2 separate regions of the Ovis canadensis genome follow, and region 1 is linked to region 2. A link is a contact called in public Hi-C data. All regions are on one chromosome and are shown on one strand. The core of a region is the stretch at or near the end of the contact, and the rest is flanking DNA. Distances in the headings are between cores, read along the strand shown. Region 1 holds the start of PITRM1 (pitrilysin metallopeptidase 1). Region 2 holds the start of KLF6 (KLF transcription factor 6).

What was found. Hi-C and Micro-C count contacts between places; a contact is called where the count stands out from the background.
Region 1: a contact with region 2 is called in a Hi-C map of lung, with 4 times the contacts expected there. The contact joins the promoter of PITRM1 here to the promoter of KLF6 in region 2. A contact is called at or near these places in 2 of 2 Hi-C or Micro-C datasets (fibroblasts and lung).

The regions. Positions count from the first base shown.
Region 1 is chr13:60,021,881-60,025,181 of ARS-UI_OviCan_v2, forward strand. It overlaps PITRM1 (pitrilysin metallopeptidase 1), which reads left to right and starts at 2,034. Exons shown (of 27, transcript XM_069546557.1): 1 at 2,034-2,138. The coding sequence starts at 2,086.
Region 2 is chr13:59,529,058-59,532,864 of ARS-UI_OviCan_v2, forward strand. It overlaps KLF6 (KLF transcription factor 6), which reads left to right and starts at 1,574. Exons shown (of 4, transcript XM_069546556.1): 1 at 1,574-2,017. The coding sequence starts at 1,814.

The sequences.
Region 1 (3,301 bases), core at 784-3,283, 490 kb after region 2:
ACAATGCCCAGCTGTGTCCCCCAAGATCACAGAGAAGTTGTGGTGACTCAGTGACATTCATCAGCCAGATTCTCATCAGAGGAAAGGTATTTGCACAGAAAGTGTTCATGTTGCAGTGTCTCACCATCACCCTTGCTTGTCCTGGACCCACAGGTATCCCCTCTGAACAAAGAGGTGCTGTGGTTAACTGCAGAATCCTCTGTGCTACAGAGAGGTTTCTGTAGACTTTGCTGACTATCTTTTAGGATGCTGGAAAAGTGTCATGTGTTCAGACCAGCTGCACCTGTCTACTTTGCATTCTTTCTTTAGAGCCTGGAAAAAGGGGCCATGGGATTTGAGTCCCTTTTAAGTAGTGGGTGGGCAGGGGATGGGGTTGGGAGGAAAGAGGAAGTTGAGACAAGGGAGGAAGCCAAAGCTTTGAGAAACTGAGGCCAGACTTGGGTCCTGCCTTCTTCCAAGTGCCCCCAACCCCAGCCCCCAGTGTTCCCACCAGCCTGCAGCCACCTACCTGGCCCACCCACTCATGCTCCGCCCTCTTGGGGCCAGTCCCTGAGGTTCCAGAAGGCCACCTGTCTAGTCTCTCCAGGCACAAATGCAGGTAGGGAGCTGTCCTGAAGTTTGCTGGGACTTTTTTTTTTTTTGTAGTTTTTTTTAAAAGCCTTTATATTTTATACTGGATAGCATGACACACCTGGATAGCATGTTAAAAAGCAGAGACAATACTTTGCTGAAAAGGTCTATATAGTTAAAGCTATGGTCTTTCCAGTAGTTATGTATGGATACGAGAGCTGCATCATAAAGAAAGTTGAGTGCTGAATAACTGATTCTTTTAAACTGTGGTGTTGGAGAAGACTCTTGAGAGTCCCATGGACTGCAAGGAGATCCAACCAGTCAATCCTAAAGGAAATCAGTCCTGAATATTCATTGGAAGGACTGGTGCTGAAGCTTCAATAGTTCATCCTCCTGATGCAAAGAGCCAACTCACTGGAAAAAACCCTGATGCTGAGAAAGATTGAGGGCGAGAAGAGAAGGGAATGACAGAGGATAAGATGGTTTGATGACATCTCCAACTCAATGGACGTGAATTTGAGCAAGCTCTGGAAGGTGGTGAAAGACAGGGAAGCCTGGCATGCTGCAGTCCATGGCGTTGCAAACAGTTGAACACGACTGAGCGACTGAAAAACAACAATTATATATTGGTACCGAGTCCTTTGGACTGCAAGAAGATCCAACCAGTCCGTTCTGAAAGAGATCAGCCCTGGGATTTCTTTGGAAGGAATGATGCTAAAGCTGAAACTCCAGTACTTTGGCCACCTCATGCAAAGAGTTGACTCATTGGAAAAGACTTTGATGCTGGGAGGGATTGGGGGCAGGAGGAGAAGGGGACGACAGAGGATGAGATGGCTGGATGGCATCACTGACTCGATGGACAGGAGTTTGAGTGAACTCCGGGAGTTGGTGATGGACAGGGAGGCCTGGCGTGCTGCGATTCATGGGGTCGCAAAGAGTCGGACACGACTGAGCGACTGAACTGAACTGAACTGAACAATGTTGTGATAGGTTTCAGGTGGACAGCAGAAGGACTCAGCCATAGATATACATGCATCCATTCTGGCTGGGGACATTCTTGTTGGGACCGTTCCTAAAATAGCGTGACATCATGGAATCCTGGCCCTGGAAAGCAGGCAATGCCAGCCTCAGACCACATCCACGAGGCCCCACGCCCCGGGGCTAAGGCACCCGACAGGTGAAGCCCTACTCGGTCCACTGCCCTAGAGCTGCTGATGGACGCCTGAGCTGGCAGAGTGCCGGCGCCCAAACGTCTGTCCCAGAGACCGGGGTTACCTCTGGCCTGAGAACCAGGCAAATCACCAGGCTTGGGGTAAGCCCGCCCCTCTCGCGCGCAGCCCTTCCTCTCCCCGCCCAGGCCCCACCCCCCCGGGCACAGGCCCCACCCCCTTCACGCCAGCCTATCGGAGAGACCGTAGTTCCGCGCTGGCCAATTGGGAGGCGGCTGGCTGGTCCCGCCCCGCGGCGTGCGTCGGGTTGCACGGGGTCACGCCGGCAGCAAGCTAGTCTGGCGGCATGTGGCGCGGCGGCTGGAGGGCACGGGACGCGCTCCGGAGGCTGAGCGGCGGGTGAGGGGGCGGGGCTGGGGGCAGGGAGCGACGGGACGGTGATGCGGGGAGGGGACGAGGCGGCGTGGCTCCCCCACCTGGGACCCCTCGTGCGGGGCTCTGTCTGCGAGAGCCCGGCCCCTAGACGGGGCGCCCTCGCAGGCCGCGGTGCGAGGACGGCAGAGCGGGCCCCGCGGTGGCCTTCATCCCGGAGGGAGGGAGAGAGCCCCTGTCCGGTTACCGAGGCTGGGGAGCTGCCTCCAGCGAAGGCGGGGTGAAGCCGGCCAGGACCCAGCGCGGACCGGGGGTCGGGCCTCCGAGGCGGAGGCCCCCTGAAGTGAGCTGACAAGAGCGACACTAGGGGGCGGCGGGCAGGGCTCTCGCTGGGCGTTTGCTCTTTTCCCCGAGGTTGTGGGTGGGGGGCTTAAGCGCCTCTGCGGCCTGGAGAATGGGGCCTCCGAGGTGAAGGGCTGATCATTCGGGCGTGTCCGACTCTTAGCGGCCCCTGAACCGCAGCCCGCCGGGTTCCTCTGTCCGCGGGATTCTCCAGGCGAGAACACTGGGGTGGGTTGCCATGCCCTCCTCCAGGGGATCTTCCCGACCCAGGGATCGAACCCGGGTCTTCGGCATTGGCAGGTGAATTCTTCCCTGTCTGAGCCTCCAACTTCGTGTTTAATGAGTGGATTTATGGGAAAAGAATGCATTTAGTTTCAAACTGAATCAGCTTCATTCCTTTTGACTTTGTAAAATGTAACTTTTTACTCTCTAAAGAAACATAAATTGTTTAGTTTCATGCTGATTCAGAGAATTATTTTATGGTGGAGTTTAGCTGCTGTTGACCCAGGGGAGGAAACGGGGGTGTCTGTCGTTGGGCTGTCTTTATTGGGTATTTGGGTTAAAATCTTCTATCCCATAATTCTAGAATTGGCTAAATCCAGAATGGAATTGTTGGTTGTTTATAAAATAGACCCATACTATTGCATAATGTTGAATGAGTCAGTGTTTTCAGCCCATACTTTCTATAAAGAATATTTTTGTGAGATTTAATGTTAATGTAGAAAATACTATAAATTGTGTCCCTGTTACCCAGGTTAAGCTTACCCTTTACCCATGATAACTCTCCCTCTCTCCTAAATGAAATTGCTCTTCTGGTTTACAGAAGTAACTTACTTTTCCCCTGTGTT
Region 2 (3,807 bases), core at 324-2,823:
TCAGTTTTCTATTTCAAATTTTAAAAGGCATATTCTTCTTGGTCTTGGCATTTTGCTAGAAAATGAACATTATGGTATATTTCAGGAGATAATTTATATAGCAAAAAAAAAAAAAAGACACACATTAAATGTCAGCTCAACATAACTTGAATTGTTTTCACATTCACTAGGGACAAGTCTAGTTGTTAATCTTCATGAGGGTCTCCAAATGGGTCTTGGAATGAGACTGCTCTGTGGTAGGCGACAAGTACAATGACAATGTCTATATCCCTGTAGACAACAAGTACAGGGACAGTGTCTAGAACCCCCATTTCCCACACTTCAGTGGCAACAGATTCACCTGGAGAGCTTGATTAAAACACAATGGCCAGGACTCTGTAGGTTTGGGATCAGACCCTGGGTTTCTAAAATATACACAGCTGGTGTGGATGGGGGACCCTACTAAGATTGGTTATAGGCTCCCTCTATTTATAACCCCACCTGCCCCAACAAGATGCCCTCTTTTTAAAAATAAAAATGTGTTCGGGAGAATCAAGAGTGCACATAACCCCCTCAAGAGCCAGGAGATCCAACTTGGGTCTTCCAGGCTACTCTGCTCCTGCAGGTTAGGCAGGCAGCGGGGGTGAGGATGTAGCACCGCCGCCGTGGTCCCCCAGGTAAGTGCCCTGTCCTTGTGAGGGAGGCTGAAGGGGGAAACTCAGATTCATATACAACACAGCCCTGCGACTAGGGCCCTCCTGTCCCTTAGCACACCTGTAGGGCTGGTCAGCCCCCCACTCCGGGGTCACAGGTGCCACCTGGGGACAGAGGGGGATGGAACGGGGAGGGAGGGGGACACAGCGCGGGTGGTGGGTGCAGATGGAAACGGGGCAGGTACAGAGGGATAATGGAGCGAAAAGGAGGGGGGAAAGAGGGTGACAGACGGGGATGGGGACGGGAATCTACAGCTGGGCAGGAGGGGGCACCGAGAGGGTGGAAGGACGGAGGGGGATAGAGAACGGCCGGCCAGCCCGAGGTCGGAGCGAGGGACAGAGGAGACCCAGCCGCGCTCCCCTCAGCTCGGCGGAGGGTCAGGGGACCAGGGCCCGGGCGACAGACCCGACGAACGTGGACCAGGGCTGAGGGGACAAGGACGGGGACACGACGACGGGGAAACCAAGGCCGGGCCCGGGCGATCAGCCCGACGGACGGGGACCAGGGCTTCGGGGACGAGGGCTTCGGGGACGAGGGCTTCGGGGACGAGGACGGGAAGACCGGGGCCAGGACCGAGACCGGGACGAGAAGGGCAGGGACACCGGGTCCCCTCGGCCCGACCGGCCGCGGCGCACGCAGCCTCTCGGCCGCGCACCTCCCAGCTCCGACTCCTCCGGCGCGAGACAGCCCGCGCCTTATATACCCTGCTAAAAATAGCCTGCGAAACCGCCTCCCAATCAGAACCGGCCGAAGTTCGAATTCTGCCAATGGCGAAGGCGGTGATGGAGAGGCTCGGTCACGCCAGGCGGGGCCGCGGTGAGCCGCCGCCCGCGATTGGCCGGAGCTGACATCATCGCCGCGCAGCCCCCGGGCCGGGAGCGGCGTGATTGGGCGGCGCGCGGGGCGGGCGCGGGCGAGTCACGTGGGGAGGCGGCGGCGGGGGGAGCTGGGCGGGGAGGAGGGGAGGCTGGCAGCGGAGCTTTGAATAGGGAAGTTTTGCAGGGGTTACGTTTGCAGTCAGTCCGGTGTTTGCAAATATTGTGCGGGCTCGCGAGCGCGTCTCCGGGCTCCGGCCAGGACCCGAACCCGTGGCGCCTAATCGCTGCCCACTTGAGTTTGCATGAACTTCCCCGGCGCTGCAGGCACGGCCGCCGCGCTCCCGACTGCAGACTGCACGCCTCCCTGTTTTTACAGCAGCGGGGACGGTCTCTTCCAACCCGACATGGATGTGCTCCCAATGTGCAGCATCTTCCAGGAACTCCAGATTGTGCACGAGACTGGTTACTTCTCGGCGCTGCCCTCCCTGGAGGAATATTGGCAACAGGTAAATAAGGATTTTCGTGAGCCAGGTGTCCCGGTGCGCCGAGCATGGAGTGCGTGCATGCACCCGCAGGACGGTGTGAGCTTGGAGGTGCAGTTCTTTTTCTTCTTTTTTTAATGGTTTGGGTAAATTTTTTAAAAAAAAATTAAAATAATTATTGTTAAAACGTACTTTTGCCTCCGGCGCAGAAGGCACTTTAAAGGGGCCTTTCAGAGCGTGGAGCGGAGTTGTCATCTGAGTGGGGCGCAGCGGCGCCGGGCGCTCCCCGTGTTCTTGCTGTTTTCTGGGGCTGCTGAACCGTCTCCCGAGCGTAGACCCAGCTCCGCGGCCTGATCTCGGCCCCAGCCCTTGGCAGAAGTTTGGTGCTTGTTCCAGCTCCAGGCTCTCCACAGCTGGACCTGGTCATATGAACCCGCATGTACTGCCAAGGCTATTTTTTCTTCTTCTTCTTCTTTTTTTTTTTTTTAGGGATTTTGTTTTCGTTTTGCTTTTTTGGTGTTTGTACGTACAGGTTTTTCTTTCTTTCTTTTTTTTACTTAAGAATTTCACCAGCGAAACACCCACAAGCTCCTTTTCTCTACCAGGCCATTTTTAGTTTCTTTACCTTGGGAATCCTTAAGATTTGCCTCCATCTGCCTTGTTTTTCTTACCTGCTTCTTTTGTTGACCAGAAAAAAAAAAGGGGGGGGGACCAATGTTTGCACAACCAGTGACTTATCAGTCATATGACAATGAGCCTGTCCGAATTGCTTCTAGTCTCAGTTTGGGAAGAGGAGTCTGTTTCCGGCATTTTTTAGTGGAATTGGAATTTGGGGCATTGGACATTTGAAAAACTCAATTTTTCCCCCTTCTCCTGCATTAGGATTGCCTGAAAGGAGAGAGATTCTGACACTTGTCCCATTGTCTTTAAAAGATAGGAGGGTTTGGGGGTTGTCTCTGCCCTACTAGGCTGTTTGCTTTTTGTCACAAAGTGAATTAGCAGATCGCATATATTCTGTGGGTTTCAAAGCTTAGAAGGCTTTTAAGGGGGATGAAATACAAAGTGGAACAACCTTCACATGCCTGCCTCATTGTTCACAGCCCTCCCTTCCCTCTCCCCTCCCAGCTTTTCCTACTAAAGAAGCTTCCTAGGATGTGATTGAAATCGATCTAAGTAGTTTCCTTGGGCATTTGGGATTTGGGCCACAAGCCAGGCTGAGCTCTGGGTTGCCTTCAGAGGCTTTTAAACTCTCCCCAAGAGCTTCATTCTGGTCCCCAGTGCTCCTAGGCATAATGGGGATTTTAAATTAGCCAGATTATTAAAGTTTAACAAGGTCTCAGTAAACATGCTTTCCTTTTTCTTTGGAACATCCATAAGATACCTCGCCAGTCTCTCCTCAGAACACTGGAGGGTGCTTTGTAACCTAGACGTCTAATTTTAGGGGTAACAAGAAAACAATGATTGTTTTTTCCCCCCTCTGCTTGCTCCTGCTTGCGGTGTGAAGAGTCTGGTAGGGGGAGGGGGGAAGGATATATTCTGATTGCAGACACCCTGCTAAATAAGCAAGGCTGAGCCCTTTGGGTGGGCTTGGCTAGCCCTGAAAATGATTTGCTTAAAAAAGAGAGTGGCGTTTGCTGTAGCAATGTAAATCTGTAGACTTGCAGTTGTATAGACAACCTTATATGGACATGTAGGCAGTTGATCCTAGTGAAGATAAGGCAGACATAATTTAATCCTAAAATGTTTCCTACCGTTTTTCTTTTCCAGTGGCTAGAAAGTTTGAGATGGTGGGGAGAGGGGATGCTGGTGTCTCG